2 separate regions of the Sus scrofa genome follow, and region 1 is linked to region 2. A link is a contact called in public HiChIP or PLAC-seq data. All regions are on one chromosome and are shown on one strand. The core of a region is the stretch at or near the end of the contact, and the rest is flanking DNA. Distances in the headings are between cores, read along the strand shown. Region 1 overlaps SPTAN1 (spectrin alpha chain, non-erythrocytic 1). Region 2 overlaps GLE1 (nucleoporin GLE1).

The links. HiChIP or PLAC-seq counts read pairs in DNA pulled down with a chosen protein or histone mark.
Region 1: an H3K27ac HiChIP or PLAC-seq map of alveolar macrophages shows a contact between it and region 2. The contact joins two enhancer-like sites. A contact is called at or near these places in 2 of 47 Hi-C or Micro-C datasets (epiblast stem cells and liver) and 2 of 2 datasets of contacts at active chromatin or transcription factors (alveolar macrophages and skeletal muscle).

What each region holds. Positions count from the first base shown.
Region 1 is chr1:268,983,009-268,985,708 of Sscrofa11.1, reverse strand. It overlaps SPTAN1 (spectrin alpha chain, non-erythrocytic 1), which reads right to left. Exons shown (of 59, transcript XM_013993907.2): 38 at 2,454-2,616; 39 at 2,061-2,075; 40 at 1-67. Among named protein-coding and RNA genes, the nearest start is that of WDR34, 47 kb to the left of the region's middle. Within about 2 kb of position 1,443, at least 2 of the 83 cell types and tissues checked have an H3K27ac peak or open chromatin away from gene starts, as enhancers often do. A contact at or near this core is called in alveolar macrophages, where this site is marked.
Region 2 is chr1:268,918,625-268,921,402 of Sscrofa11.1, reverse strand. GLE1 (nucleoporin GLE1) reads right to left here. Exons shown (of 16, transcript XM_003122222.5): 15 at 1,143-1,206; 16 at 1-121. The coding sequence ends at 53. Among named protein-coding and RNA genes, the nearest start is that of SPTAN1, 16 kb to the left of the region's middle. Within about 2 kb of position 1,267, at least 4 of the 83 cell types and tissues checked have an H3K27ac peak or open chromatin away from gene starts, as enhancers often do. A contact at or near this core is called in alveolar macrophages, where this site is marked.

The DNA of each region.
Region 1 (2,700 bases), core at 194-2,693, 64 kb before region 2:
CGCCGCGGATCCGGTCGGCATTGGCGTGCAGCTCGGCCTCGAAGGCCTGGTGCTTCTGGTGCTTGCTCTGAAAACACCAAAAACCCCAACCTTTCCAAACCAGGTCCTGCCAGTAGGCTGGCTCTCAGGGAGCAGGGATTCCCGGGATGGAGAGCAGGAGGGGGAAGCAAACTTGAAGGACCCGCCTGCCCGCCCGCCGGAAGGCCGGAGCTCAGGGGCAGGCGACCTGAGGCAACTCTTAGAACAACTGGATGAGCCACCTGGGAGTGAGACCCGAGAATCCCACACTTGCTAACGTTTCGCAGGAGACGGCCACTGTAGAGGGATTTTTTTCTCTTTCTACAGCTGTACCTGCGGCATGTGGAAGTTTCTGGGCGAGGACGCCTGTGGGAGCTGCCTATGCCACAGCCACACTGGATCCAAGCCGCATCTGCAACCTACACCACAGCTCATGGCATCGCCGGATCCTTAACCCACTGAGCGAGGCCAGGGATCAAACCCACGTCCTCATGGATACTAGTCGGGTTCTTAACCTGCTGAGCCACCACAGGAACGCCACAGCAGCTAGAGTTTTGAATCCCTTCTACATCCATTTCTATCCACAGCTTTCTCCTTAGTGGACAGAAGCTCTAACAAATGACACACGTGTGGCCTTTCTGTCACCTAAGGCAGTGATCACTAGGAAGCCAGGCATCCGAGAGGCAGGCTGCCCCTGTGGACAGAGGAGAAGCCTACAGCTGCGCAGACCTTGGCTTGGCTGACTTCTCATTCAGCAGCTATCATCAGCCCAAACTCCAGGCTAAGTCAACACCCAGGCTTGGCTGGAAGGAAGAATTTCTCTCTGGGAGAGGAGAGGAGAGGGCTGGGCTGGGAGAATGACGGGCTTCTGCGGCTAGGGCCTGGCTGGGTAAGTGGGAACCCACAGGGAAACCAAAGGGGCAGGAACACCGCAATAGACAAGCACGGGGACACAGCTGTGGGACAATTCTGGGTGAGAAATGCAGGGTCTCAGGCAAGAATGTTATCTGGGGATAAAGGATCTAGAAGAAAAAAAAGCAGTACAACTGGGGAAGGAGTCTGCGTCAAATGTTTCATTTCAGGGGCAGCACCTGTCGAAAGATGGAGCCACGTGGTTGGCAACACGCAGCACGAAGATGATGCGTCCTCACCGTGAACTCTGACGCCTGAGCCCACGTACGAGAGGATAAAAACATTCCTCCAATTCCTACACAGCCTGACAAAAGCCCAGCTCCCTCTTCTGCTTCTTGTTCTGGTCACCCTTTGGCTCAAAATCTACCCGCTACACTTCACATTTCCTCATTTCTTCCACCAACTTTTTTTTTTTTTTTTTTTGCCATGCCTGCGAAATATGGAAGTTTCCAGGCTAGGGGTGAACTCCAAGCCACAGCAATGACCTCAGCAGTTGCAGTGACAATACCAGATCCTTAGCTGGTGTGCCACAAGGAAGCTCTCTAAGCTACACTTTGACTAAGAGGCTCTTCCACTGCCCCTTGGGTAGCGTCCGCTTTCATCTTAACCTCTCAGCCCTGGTCCCCCTCAGATCAGCTGCCACTCCCAGGATCTCTAGCTGACCCCTTCCAAGTGACCGGCTCCGCTGGAGGCCAGACGGCCTGGGTAAGGAGACTCTCACACCTGGCCTGTGCTAGGCCACCAGGAGCCACGTGCCCACAGCAAGAAAAGCCCAAACTTACACAGAAAAGAAGCTACTCCACCCCCCCTTTTTTCTTACTACTTCATGTTTTAAGAAGCACACTGCTCAAAAGAAAGCTGTCAACTGCTGCCCCCCAAATCAAACATTGTACAGAACTTGCCTACATGATGGGGAAGGGGGAGGGAGTGGAGGGCTGCAGGCTGATTATGACAGAGGAAGCCACATCCCACAGGACACGAGGATGGGGTGATGGACGGTTACAGATGAAGAGCATGAATGAGGCGACACTGGCAGACTGTGTGGCCGCGGGAATGGGAATCTATACACAACAACAGCACAAACACTGCAGCGCACCAACTAAAACTCACTTAAGGAACATAAAACTTACCAGCAGCTTGGAAAGCTACAAAACAGATTAAAACAACAAGAGTTCAGTACACGGGTGTGAACATACGTAGGAGCTACTCAATAGACACTCGTTTTGCTGTCATAGTTCTCCTGGGAGGGTCAGCATTCGGGCACAGCAAACACAAGGGGGCTTTTCTGCAGACTCTTTAGTAGCAGACACGGAGTCAAAAGAGACGAATGAGAAAAGGAGCTTCTGAAATGGCTCCGATCATTTAAGTGAGGCTTTCCCACCCGTCCTGCTTGACGACCTTAGTGACCTTTCCCTGGCATCACTGTGGCCAAAAGGAAATTGGATCCCCCTTTTTAAAGATGAGCAAAGCCTCCTTGATCACACGGGCTACTTGGAGATGAAGAGCTGATCCGCTCGGCTCACCTGGATGTTGGTGGGGTCCTTGTACGACTCATCGCTCGCCGTCTGTAACTTCTCGCTGATCCAAGCCTCGATCTCGTCCACGTCCCGGCTGAACTGCTGGAGGGTCTGCGATTCTCCCAGCTTCGACCTTTTCTCAATCATCTGAGCTTTCAGACGGCGCCACCTGAGAAAGCGGAACCAAAGGTGAGCATCCGACAGAACGAGGCTGGCCAGGGCTCTCACACAGGGCGGCGAGACCCGCCAGCGC
Region 2 (2,778 bases), core at 18-2,517:
TTCAGTGGCTTTATTATTGCCCCCTTGCAACATGGTGACAAACGGAGTGACATCAGGAACGCCAGAAGGTGGAAGTCAGAAAGCCCTTGGGGACAGGAATATCCTTGTGCTGCAAACATTTCTGGTCAGGGAAAGATAAAGAGAACAGAATGATTTTCTGATAATGCTGCTTCCAGCACTTGCCAGTGGGAGGACACTGAGGGACAGCAAGTGTGAGCTGGTCCGAAGAAATGGTGGTCAAATAAACAAACGAACAAAAGCTTGTGCGTAAGACTTCCCTTTCTGCATGCGCTGCAACAGAGGACACACGCCACGCGCTATGACTCTGTCCTGCTCTGACCTCCCCAGCCTGGCCTCCCCCTTCACTACTGCCACTCCCCCAACTGGGCTGGGGGAAACTGCAAGTCTGCGGGCTCTCTTGGCAGACGTACCACAGTTCTCGACTATTTGCCAAAATTCACCTCTTAAAGATTTTTGGCACTGGGAAGAAGGAGAGGAGTCTGGTTGAAAGTACAGTGTGGTCTCATGGAGAAAGTGACATGTGCCAGCTCCCCAGACCTGAGACTGAGAAAAGAACCTTGGCCAACATGCAAAAAATGTACCGGTGAGGGAGTTCCCGTCATGGCGCAGTGGTTAATGAATCGACTAGGAACCATGAGGTTGCGAGTTCGATCCCTGGCCTTGCTCAGTGGGTTAAGGATCCCAAGTTACTGTGAGCTGTGGTCTAGGTCACAGACGCGGCTCGGATCCCACGTTGCTGTGGCTCTGGCGAAGGCGAGCGGCTACAGCTCTGATTAGAACCCTAGCCTGGGAACCTCCGTATGCCGGGGTGTGGTCCTAGAAAAGGCAAAAAGACAAAAAAAAAAAAAAAAAAAAAAAAAAGTACCGGTGAGATAAGGTTCATTCAACTATTTTACTCCTCTCTTAGAGAGCTTCCCCACAGGCACCATGGACAATGACACACAGGAAGATGATGAAACGGCAGCTCTTAAGGTGAAGAGAGAGCAATGGATGAAAAAGCAGGTTTTGGAAAAATCAAGAGGGAGAGACTGAAGTCAGAGTCCAGAGGTTCAGGCCTTGTCAGACAGAGGTGCACTGGAGGCCAGCACAGTTTGGGAGGTGCTGGTCTAAAAGCATCTTACCTCCAAGAACTGCTTGAGGCGTATGAAGGAACCCATCTGTCCTGAGCTTGTGATGGCTTCGATCCTACAGGGAGAGAAAGAGGACACGTGAGTCACAGCTGTGACTGACACCTACCTTGCGGAGAGGACGTAGGTGCCGGCTGATGTGGAGGAAAGGGCACATCGAATGACTCAGAGATGTCTCCTGGACTAAGGACCATGTCGCTTTACTAAGTGGTCTCAACAGTTTCTCCAAACAAGGGATAAAGACGTTCCCACCGTGACACTGCAGGATAAAGATCAGGGTTGTCTTTGCAGTGGTGAGGGTTCAATCCCCGGCCTGGTGCAGTAGATTAAGGATTTGGCTTTGCTGCTGCTGTAGCATAGGTCACAGCAACAGCTCACATTAGATCCCCTGGCGCTGGGAACTTCCACATGCTGTGGGTGTGGCAAAAAAAAAAAAAAAAAAAGAGTTCCTGTCATGGCTCGGTGGTTAACAAACTTGACTAGCAACCATGCCATGGGTTGTCCCTGGCCTTGCTCAGTGGGTTAGGGATCCAGTGTTGCCGTGAGCTGTGGCATAGGTCGCAGATGTGGCTCGGATCTTGTGTTGCTATGACTGTGACGTAGGGCAGTGGCTACAGCTACAGTCTGACCCCTAGCCTGGGAACCTGTATGCTGTAGGTGTAGCCCTAAAAACAAAAGAAAAAATGAACGTATAAAAATAAAAAAAAAAAAACACAGACAAGGGGATAAAGGAGAAGGGAGTCCTCTTCCTTCCCAAAGCCTCTGTGATCAGGTGTGCTGGGTGTTGCCAATGCCTTTCCCCCAGTGAAATGCCAGTGAGTTGAGAGGGTAGGATGGGTACTTGAAGGTGAAGCCCACAACAGAGTCAAGCAAACCAGCTGACCAATCAGTTTCACCAATGGATTTACTGAGGGGGTTTGACTCCTTGGTTTCATTCAGGATTGTATGTCATCATTATCGCAGGATATCTGGGGAATTTGGAAGAGGTTAAAATGTCAGGTTTCTGAATCCAGGATTTTCTATTTAGTTTTTTGTTATTTTGCCAACAACATTTAAAAGAGATTTGGAGTTCCCATTGTGGCTCAGTGGTAACAAACTCGACTGACTAGTATGCAGGAGGACGCAGGTTCGATCCTTGGCCCCGCTCAGTGGGTTGGGGATCTGAGTTGCTGTGGCTGTGGTGGCGTAGGCCAGCAGCTACAGCTCTGATGCGACCCTTAGCCTGGGAAATTCCATATGCTGGGGGTGTGGCTCTAAAAAGACAAAAACAATTTCCAATTTGGATTCCTTTTATTTCTTTTACTTCTGATTGCTAGGCTAGGACTTCCAAAACTATGTTGAATGGTAGTGGCGAGATTCCTGATCTCAGCAGGAATTCTTTCAGCTTTTCACCACTGAGAATGATGTTGCTGTGGGTTTGTCACATACAGCCTTTATTATGTTGAGGTAGGTTCCCTCTATGCCCACTTTCTGAAGGGTTTCTATCAGAAATGGGTGTTGGATCTTGTCAAAGGCTTTTTCTACGTCTATTTGAAGATCATACAGTTTTCATTCTTCCGTTTGTATCACACTGATGGATTTGCGGATACTGAAGAATCCTCGAGACTTTGGGATAAATCCCACTTGATCA